2 separate regions of the Pan troglodytes genome follow, and region 1 is linked to region 2. A link is a contact called in public Hi-C data. All regions are on one chromosome and are shown on one strand. Each heading gives the region's core, a stretch centred on a gene start, on an enhancer-like site or on the middle of the called end of the contact. The rest is flanking DNA. Distances are from core to core; before and after follow the strand shown. Region 1 overlaps ATG7 (autophagy related 7). Region 2 overlaps ATG7 (autophagy related 7).

Region 1 (5,234 bases), core at 1,586-4,085, 180 kb before region 2:
AGGAGGTCAAGGCTACAGTGAGCCATGACCATGCCACTTACACTCCAGCAAGACCCTGTTTCAAAAACAAAACAAAACAAAAAAAGGGGCAAAGATGTTGGATAGACATTTCTCCAGAAAAAGACACAAATTGCTAAGAAGCACATGAAATGATACTCAAACATAATTAGTCATCAGGAAAATGTGAATCAAAACCATAAGCTACCACTTCACACCCACTAGGATGGCTGCAGTGAAAAAGCCAGATCATAGTAAGTGTTGACAAGGATGTGGACAAACTAGAACCTTCATACGTTGCTGCTGGAAATGTGAAATGGTTCAGCCACCTCATAAAAAACAGCTGGCAGTTCACCCCAAAAATTAAACACAGTTACCATATGGTACAATTCCAGTCCTAGGTAACTGCCCAAGAGAAACGACAACGTGTCCACATAAAAACTTGTACACAAACACAGTAGTATTCATAGGAAAGTATTCATAAAAGTTAAACGTGGAATTCATAATAGGAAACGAGTGGAAACAATCCAGTTTCCACCAACTGATGAATAAATGAAACGTGGTCTGTCCACACAGGGGAATGTCACTCAAACCCCTGCCTCCACTCTCTTCCCGGCAGCCCTGAGGACAATGGTGTCACATGTTTGCCCCCATTTTACAAAGTAGGGGACTGAAGCACAAAGAAAACAGCAGAACTTGTCAAGGAGACCAAGCTAGCAAGGGCGAAGGAAGAGGCCTTTTCCACTTTCTCTCACTACTTCCTGTTAAACATAATTCCCTCTAAAGACGATTAAGGACAGTCTCTGATTCTGCCCTCTGGGCCCCAGACACTCTTCCATTCACTGCCTGTCACGCAAATGCACAATAGGTGCCCAAGAGCAACAGCACACACCCACCAGCACCATGAATAAACCTGGGCAGCCGAAAGGACAGGCCAGCTCCTGACCTGGCTCCCAAGTCCCCACCTTGGTATGACCCAGTTCGGAAGGCAGAGCCCATGGCTTGGACAGTTAGGGAGAGGATGGCATCAGCCTGTGCTGCTCTCCGCTGGCAAGGGTGGGCTCAGCCCCTCTGGTCAGCCTGACCTGAGCACCTCAGCGCTCCCCACTGGCCGCTGCCCTGCAATGGAAGAGGGCAGGGACGGGCTGCCACTCTGCATTAGGGGAAGAGGGACCTTTCAATTGGGCCCATCACAAGGAATGAGGGAGAAGGCTCAGCCTGGACCACACACACCCAAAGGGCCTTGAGGTTTAACTCTCTCCAAAGGAGACAGACGAGTTTGAAAGGAGCCCTCATCATCCAATTTCAAACTTGGGTCCCATTTCTGGACCACACTGCCTGAAGCATGCCATGAACTAAGGTTCTTCTTTTATAAACACTGTAATTACCTTGGGAATGGCACAATTATATTTCTGTGTGTCCGTTAAAAGCGTTCATTTGTTAAATGTAAACATTTAAAATAAGGCTGGGCGCAGTGGCTCACGCCTGTAATCCCAACATTTTGGGAAGCCAAGTCAGGCGGATCACCTGAGGTCAGGAGTTCGAGACCAGCTTGGCCAACATGGCAAAACCCCCTCTCTACTAAAAATACAAAACTTAGCTGGGCATGGTGGCATGTGCTTGTAATCCCAGCTACTCGGGAGGCTGAGGCAGGAAAATTGCTTGAACCCGGGAGGAAGAGGTTGCAGTGAGCCGAGATCACGCCACTGCACTCCAGCCTGGGGGACAGAGCAGGACTCCATCTTGTTGAGACAGGGCCTCACTCTGTCACCCAGGCTGGAGTGTGGTGCCATCATAGCTCACTGCAGCCTTGACCTCCCAGACTCAAGCAATCCTCCTACCTCAGCCTCCTTAGTAGTTGGGACTACAGGCATATGCCACCACACCCAGCTAATTTTTTTATATTTTGTGGAGATGGGGTCTCCCTATGTTGCCCAGGCTGGTCTTAAACTCCTAGGCTTAAGCAATCCTCTGGCTTGGCCTCCCAAAATGCCTCCGGGAAACAATGGGGGTGCTAACCCCCACTTCTTCTGCAAGAGGCTGCTAGTTTGCTAGCCCTTACTGAGCACTGCCAGGGGGTGGCTACAGGGACTAGAGGAGAAAAAGGAAAGGGGACATCCAGAAGATGATTCCAAGGAAGAACCGCCAGGGGGGCTGACAACAGAGAGACACACGCCCAGGAGAGCTAGGCCTGGCAGGGCTGCTCGGGACACGGAGCCCAAGCACAGCCCCGAGGCCCAGAGAGGGGACAGGGCTGGCGGGGCTCCCAAGGCCAGAAGGCTGTGGGCTAGGGCTTGGTCCGTGAAGTCCTAGGTCAGGTTTATGGACAAGAAGAGACAGGGAGGTGGCCTGGCAGGGGCAGGAAAGAGCCGAGAGGAAGGAGCGGCTGCAGGCCGTGGAGACTCCCCAGCCGGGAGCCGAGGATGGGAGGCAGGGCTCGCTCCAGGGTCACTGCGCAGGCTCTCGATGCCCACAAGAGAAGGATCTGTTGTCCCCACAGGTATCCGTCACCCTGGTTCTTCTGGGGTGTCCATAAGCCTCTGGCACTGTTCCACCCACAGGGCATCAGACTGAGTTTCTCAAAAAAACAATCCCATCGTCTTTCCCAAGTTTTACAGCCTTCAAAATCTTCCCCTTGCATAGAGGGAGAGTGAAGTCCAAACTCTTCAGGGCCCTAGGCCCCCAGCCCTGGCCCTGCGCACCCCTCCAAGCTCCCCACCCCGGCACCCTCTCTCTGGCCCACCAGATTCCAGCGGCCGCCGCCTCCTGGCTCTCCCCTTGCTCAGCCTTTTCACAGGCTTCTTTGGCTTAGAAAGCTCCTCTCAGCAGCCCCTCCCGCACAGCTGGCTCCGCTGGGTCTGCAGCGACTTCCCCGCTGGCCTACCTTATTCTCAGCCCTCTTGGTTCCTCCTGCGACCCCACCATAATTTGCTGTCACCTTGTAGTCTGTGCATCTGTCTGACTTCCCCAGGGGACTGCGTGCTGCGTGAGGGTAGGGCCTGGTCTGTCTGGTCACCACTGTGTCCCCAGCCCCGGCTCAGAGCCTGGCCTAGTAGAGAGGCTTTGCAGGAACAATGATTCAGAACCATCTGTTCTGGATATGATTCCACAGGGCAGAAAAGAAAGGGGGATTTTTGGTGTGACCATAATACCTGAGACACACACAGTCAAGGGTGGGCCCCTCGGCCCAGCTGGCTTCTGAGGACTCCAGCACCTCAGGCCCTTGGACTCCAGGGCCCAGAAGGACGGGGGTGGGCGGGGGCAAGCACTGTGGGCATCCCCAGGCGGGAGCAGCTGGGGCAGCAGGCCAGCTTTCTGAGGGAAGTCTGGGTCCCAGGCCACTGACGCCCTCATTCCCCTTCCTGGCCTCACTGTGGGTTGGCTCTGGGCCAGAGGCCACAGGGACGCACAGCGGTGGGTACTTCTTGCTTCTGGACTCTAAGAGGCCCCAGGCAGGATCGGGGCTGGTCAGAAAAAGGGTGCTCTGCAAGGCAGTAGCTGTGGGGCTCTGCAGATGGGGGGCCTCACGGGTTAACTATTTCCCTTGCTGGACCCAGGTCTGCTTTTGCAGCCATACCTGGGCCCTGGAGAGGGCCACAGGGAAGTGCTGCCGGGTGAAGGCCCAGGGTCTGACTTCCTGGCTCCCAGATTCCTGCCCGGAGCCCCATCACAGCATGGGGACCTGGGGCAACTCAGAATTAGCCCTGCCTACTCTCACAATGAATCCAGAAGCAAAAGCTCCCAGATCCCTTCACCCCTGGGCCAAGGATGGCCGGCGTGACTGCTTCAGACTGCTGGTGCAGGCAGATGAGCAGCCTGAAGGAGTGAACCAAGAGGGAAGGGAGCGGGCAGACTGCACAAAGCAGGGAAGGCCAGAGCAGATGGTGAGGCCAGCCTGGGGCTGATGGTTCATGCCCTGTAGGGACTTGGGTGCCCTTGATGTCTGCTGCCAGCAGCCCCAGCCCTTGCCCTTGCCCACCCTCCATCCCCAGCCTGTCGCCATCCTTCAGCAGAGATGAAACGGGTCTTCCCCCTCCCGTCCCCAGAGGTCTGCGGTTCAAGCAATTCTCGTGCCTCAGCCTCCTGAGTAGCCGGGATAACAGGCGTGCGCCACCACGCCTAGCTAATTTTTTGGTATTTTTAGTAGAGATGGGGTTTCACCATGTTGGCCAGGCTGGTCTCCAACTCCTGACCTCAGGTGATCCGCCCACCTCAGTCTCCCAAAGCACTGGGAATGCAGGCATGAGCCACCGCGGCTAGCCTTGTGCTCCTCCTGACACACCACCCCGGTGCCTCCCTTTGGAAAGACACCCGCCTGCCTTCCCACTCTTGTACTCTAAGCACTCACTGCCTCCTCGAGCCTGGGCACCAGACTTGGCAGAGGAATTAAGACGAAACCCCTCTTCTCAGGGAACCATTGCCCCAAACTCAGCTCTCCAGACACAGGCAGCTGAGGGCTGAGGCAGGGGGGAAGATGGGAGCAAGAAGGCAACAGAACTGTGGGGGCTACTTCTAGAGTCTTCTGAGGGAGGAGTTCTCCCAGCCTTTCCAACCCCAGCCCCCTGCTGCCAGTCGAGAGAGCACGTGCACTGCCCCATGACACCCACTGCTCCGGGGTTCCAGGAACAAGGTTAAGGTTCTACTACAAAGACAGTCATGGCCAAGGCAGCTGGTAAGATGTAAAGCGTGACTTACACAAGGAACATCAGGCAGCCAGGGATGAGGAGATTAAAAGGAGAAAACGACAGGCTTCATGTTGGCAGGGTGGGGCTGCTCCCGCACCGTGGGGTCGGTTGGAGGACGCCGCCATCTAACTGTGGCCTGTGCAGCTGATTAAAGGCACATCCAGGGAGGGGGCAGCAGACCAGGCCTGTGCACACGTGTGGGCTGGCATGCCACCTCCAGAGGCATTCCATCCCCCATATCTTCCCCACTCCCCCTACAAAGATGCTCAGGGCTGCAACTGACAAGGAGCGAGGAGTCTGAAGGAACAGTCTCATGCCTCAGAACCTAGACCCAGAGGAAGGTCAGCACCTCCGAGCAACAGTTGAGGCACAGATTATGCTCAGCCGTTCCAAATGTCACCTTCTTCACTCCCAAGAACAGAGCCCAGGCTGGAAACACAGAGACCTGACGCCCGGGAGGGGGTGCCCGGGAGGATGCCCAGGGGACTGTCATCTTAAAGGAGGAGCAAGAGGGAAGCAGAGGGTGGTTGAGAGCAGCTACTAGGCTGGGAA
Region 2 (5,094 bases), core at 313-2,812:
TAAAGACAAAAGATGTGAACTGCTTGGTCCACAAGTGGGATAAAGCAGGAATGCCCCATCAATTACCTTGGTGTTTGGACAACTGTTGTAGCGTCACCTTGATTCCTTTTTTTTTTTTTTTTTTTGAGACAGGGACTCCCTCTCTTACCCAGGCTGGAATGCAGTAGTGTGATCCTGGCTCACTGCAGCCTCAAACTCCCACAGGTGCGTGCCACCACACCTGGCTAATTTTTTGTAGAGACGGGGTCTCCCTATGTTACTCAGGCTGGTCTTGAACCCCTGGGCTCAAGCAATTCTCCCACCTCAGCCTCCCAAAGTGCTGGGATTACAGGGGTGAGCCACTGTGCCTAGCCTTGTCACCTCATTATCATCCTTTGAGGAGGTACAGCCAAAGAATTAGCAGGCCAACAGCCTGTTAATTTCTGTCACATCCAGGATCTCTCGCCAGCCAGCAAACCAACTTCCTGGAGATATCAAGAGTGGCCTGTACATTTTATAAATCCTGAACTGTGCCTCCTACCAAAGAACCAGAAAAAGGATCTGGCCTTGCAGAGCTCAGCCACCAGCCGGGAAAAATCAGTGTTTCTTTCTTTCTTCTTCTTCTTCTTTTTTTTTTTTTTTAAGTAAAAGAACACTGTTGATGGGAAGAAGGAACAACACTACTATAAGATTTATAATGAAAAAGTTCCCTCTACAAAAGACAACAGATTCCAAAGAGTATATACTATATGATTTCATTTACAGAAGTTCAAAATCAGACAAACATCTCCCATGGTGCTGATAATCAAGAGGTGCTTACCTCTCTATAGGAAGGATGCAATAATAATCCGAAAAGGCATGAGGGGGGCATTGAAGGTGCTTGATAGTTACTTTGTTCTGATCTGTGTGCTGGGTATAAGACTGTTCGTTTTGTGATCATTCATCACATTACCACTTAATGATGTGTGTGATAATCTCTATTCCACACATCAACAAAATGATTTTTTTTAAAATCATTCTTTTTATAGACAGAAATTAGCTTATACTTACTGCTGCCTGCTTGCAGAATCTAATCCACGTACATTGGGCCAGAGACTTAAAAAAAAAAAAAAAAAACCCAAAACAAACCCATAAGCTCACCTGAAATGGTTTATGGTTTTCAAATTCAGTAAGAGGTTTCTTCAGGCAGAATTTCACTGAATTTCAGGGCCTAATCAGGCCTTTTTTTGGCACTTGGCCAGTCTTTGGATGGGCCAAATTCTGCCTGTGGACCCAGAGACAGAACAACTAAGTAATCCTCAGGCCTCCTAGGTCTGACACAGAGGAGAGCAGAGACCCAGAGAGCACAGGAAAAGTTAAGGAACTTTCTCCAAATTACACAATGAGTTGCTGGTGGGGGGCCTTGTGATTCTCAGTCCAAGGACTATCACTTTTCTACTACATCTCTTCCGCAGGGGCCAATTAATAAAACTTCTCCTCTTGGGAACTGAGAAAAATGAGCCCAGTAAACTTCACTGGTCTTCTTTGCATACAAAGTACACAAAGGAGTTTACCAAGTTCCTCTCCAACAGGAAATCATTTGTCTCTAGGAGCCAGGAAGAGGAGGAGGGAAGTGCTGAGTTTGCAACAGGGCATTGCAACACAGCCCAGTGTTTTTGTGGAAACGTGGAAACGATGTTCCCCTAATCAAAACATGGTTGCATAAATGTACTCACTCCACTTAGGGGGGAAAAAAAAGTTGTTTAAAGCCTATAAATGGGGACCACACAACCCTGATTAATTTTTAAAGTTCTTTCTCCACTTTCTTTTTTAGAAAGTAGCTAAAAATAAAGGCTTGAAACTTGAAACAATGTAAGCAACACACACACACACACACACACACACACACACACACACACACGGGCTTTTCCCATATATGGCTGCGTTATTCTTCAGTCTTTGAAAAGGGCAAATGAAGAGATGGCCAACAACCAAAATAATCCTTCAGACATTTGAAAACGAGGAGAAAGAACTAGAAGAGTTGGTGAATGACAAACAATTGTGAGGCTCAATGGGGATAAATAACACTGAGAGGGATTAGTTGCCATAGTACTTTAAAAACATGGACACATGCATTTTGACACTGGGCCCCTTCTATAAAGAGACTGTTTTGCCCTCTGGCCTCAGCACTGAGAAAACTACAACTGCAGTAATTTAACATAACGGACTTAAAGAAGGAAACCAGTGCAGGGGCATGACTGAAAATTTAATTAAGGCCCTTCTCAGTATAAAGTCTGTAAAGGAGATGAGGGCACATCTCAAGGTCAGAAGAAGGGGGGAGACTTGGGAAAGATTCAAATGAGATACGACAGCATAAATAGCAGAGGTCGGCTCTGGAGATCAGCTTCCTTATGATAGATGGTTATTACCGCGTCTTTTGGGTCCTACGTGAAATGTCTCTGTAGAAAAGATTAACACATGCATGTCAAAAAAAAAATGCCACCTTGTGTGTGGGGGACAGAGGGGGGCACATTTTCATAGTGTTTTGTGGTTTTCAAGGCCGTGTCAGATGTAATCCTGGACACAAAGTAAAGCACCTGCTTTTCTTGATTTGGAAACTGAGACTCTGGGAGGCTAAGTGAACTCTACAAGTTCTATTTTTTTTTTTTTTTTTTTTTTTTTTGAGATGGAGTCTCGCTCTGTCGCCCAGGCCACAGTGCAATGGCGCAATCTTAGCTCACTGCAACCCTCCACCTCCCGGGTTCAAGCGATTCTCCTGCCTCAGCCTCCTGAGTAGCTGGGATTACAGGTGCACACTATCACGCTCAGCTAATTTTTGTATTTTTAGTAGAGACAGGGTTTCACCATGTTGGTCAGGCTGGTCTCAAACTCCTCTCCTCGTGATCCACCCGCCTCGGCCTCCCAAAGTGCTGGAATTACAGGCATGAGTCACCGCGCCCGGCCCACAAGTTCTATTATGGGTGGTTTTGTGCAAGGGGGCTGGGGTACCAACAGGAAGCAAAATCTCCCAACATGCAGGCCACGGATCTTTCAACTCACAAGACCTTTGAAAGAACATTTGTCAGACTGCCAAGTTTAGGTATGGATTGTGGCTCATCCACTAAGTCTCTGTGACCATGAAGAAGTCGTTTCCCCTCTTCTGATTCTCATCCTAAACTGAATATGACAGTGCCGCCCTAGCTGGCAGAAGGTGGGTGGCAAGGAGGAAGAGAGAGACAAGCGTGAGCTGAGTCACTCTGCTCTTTGCACTCGTCTGAGTCTGTCCTTGCAAATCTCCAGATAGGACTGGTGGGCACCATCACGATTTCACTGATGGGAACAGCAGTCACATTACAGGAGAGGATACATACATGGAATCTAAAAAAAATGATTTCCAAATAAGACTGGAAAACCTCTTCAATCTCCCAAAAATATAGTAATGAAAATGACTGAAGAGGCAACATGAATTCTAAAAGATCATCCCACTGCCTTTTTCTTTTTACTCCCTAAGGGATGGAACTTCCTCATGATGCTTTGGATTCTTTTTCTGAAAAGACACCCCACTTTTTGGTGACCCTGCATGCTTCTAATGTTTTTCTCATGCCTGCCTATAAAGGTTTTCTATTTGGGTTCAGAGTCAATAATAATAACAAACAACAGTAAAGAAACAGCAGGCATTGTTTGTTGAGGGCCTATGATATACACTGTTGCTGAGCCCTTTCTAGCAACCATCCATAATCCATACAACTACCAGGTGATGTCAGTATTACCTTCTCTATGTTACAGATAAGAAAACTAAGCCTCAGAGAAGTTTAGTGACTTGGCCAAAGAAGGCCATCTTTATAACGGCAGGGCTGGGATTTAAACCATTGTATGACTGATTCCAAAGCCTGTTTTTTCTGTTCCTATTGCATTATGAGGCCTCTAGTCAGTTTACAAAACGCATCAAAGACTCTGGGCAATGCTTCTCGTTCGTGATTTCCTCCCATCACTATCCCGCAGAATGGAATACCTTCCAGGTGGTCAGAAAGCTCTCCCATTGAAATCCCAGCTGCAGGGTAAGTGGGGTGGATATGAAGTGGGCTGGGCAGATGGAATGGCAAAGAGACCCCACATGCCCCTGCACCAAAAGAATTGTGATTTCACTTCCAAATCACTAACCTGGTGAGGCACAAGCCCAAGAGAGGTTGGAGGCTCATTCATCCGATCGTCACTGCTGCTGGCAATGGCATAGCCCCTGAGGACAGGAAACAATCAGAGCTGCTCATTTAATCCAAGTTTAACACATGGGAGGATGATCTAGCAGAAGTCTACATAAGATTCATAAGGATAACTAAAATGCCCCTTGCTGGGCAGTGTAAGTTAGCAAAAAACTAATTTCCCTGGGACAAAGGGCAAGAAGAGTAATTTAAACATGCATGGTTTGGAGTCAGAAAGACCTGAGCTTGTGACCATAGGCAAGTTGCTTAACTTTTCTGTGCTTCAGATCCATCATCTATAAAGTAGGAATGAGGTAGCTCTGATTAATAAATGAGGAATCTACTACATCAACTGCCGAGTGCAATGTTCGGCATATCAGAGGCCAATAAACATTAACTCACTTACTATGAGATAGTCTTGTCAAACATCACAGCACATTTCTGTACTGAAAATTTGAAGTGGAAAATTTTCTAACCTTAACTTCTTGAGCTGATATAAATGCTAATGAAATGGAAGAAATAAAAGTGAAGAATGAATTGGGCAGAACTAATACACTACTCTCTGAACAATGGAGTGATACTTGTGGCACCAAAAAGATGTGACACAGGACCTGGTGTTCAAACTATGACCAGGGCAAATGTGGGAGACAGAGGCTCAGTGTCAAGGAAGCATAAAGTCAGCTCTCAAAGATTTTATCCCAAATACTTCCTGTCAGAGGGTGGCAATAAACTTAAATGACAGATAGCTAAGGTGGATGACAAAGAGGAAGACAAAAAAGCCCCGCTTTTCATTTATCTCAGAGTACCCATACTAGTTACATATACAACCACAATTTTCAACTGCTGAGGAAAGCTTTGAGTCACACAAGAAATAGAATATTCATGTTAATTTGCATATTGACTTTCTGAGAACTGGAAAAATAAATCTTTCAAAAAC

Evidence for each region. Hi-C and Micro-C count contacts between places; a contact is called where the count stands out from the background.
Region 1: a contact with region 2 is called in a Hi-C map of induced pluripotent stem cells, with 2.3 times the contacts expected there. The contact joins two enhancer-like sites. A contact is called at or near these places in 2 of 7 Hi-C or Micro-C datasets (induced pluripotent stem cells and stem cell-derived neural progenitor cells) and 1 of 1 other capture datasets (stem cell-derived neural stem cells).

The regions. Positions count from the first base shown.
Region 1 is chr2:15,559,847-15,565,080 of NHGRI_mPanTro3-v2.0_pri, reverse strand. The region is part of intron 18 of ATG7 (autophagy related 7); the gene reads right to left. Among named protein-coding and RNA genes, the nearest start is that of VGLL4, 180 kb to the left of the region's middle. Within about 2 kb of position 2,835, at least 2 of the 24 cell types and tissues checked have an H3K27ac peak or open chromatin away from gene starts, as enhancers often do. A contact at or near this core is called in induced pluripotent stem cells and stem cell-derived neural stem cells, where this site is marked.
Region 2 is chr2:15,383,264-15,388,357 of NHGRI_mPanTro3-v2.0_pri, reverse strand. ATG7 (autophagy related 7) reads right to left here. Exons shown (of 19, transcript XM_016940476.4): 16 at 4,120-4,195. Among named protein-coding and RNA genes, the nearest start is that of ATG7, 94 kb to the right of the region's middle. Within about 2 kb of position 1,562, at least 8 of the 24 cell types and tissues checked have an H3K27ac peak or open chromatin away from gene starts, as enhancers often do. A contact at or near this core is called in induced pluripotent stem cells and stem cell-derived neural stem cells, where this site is marked.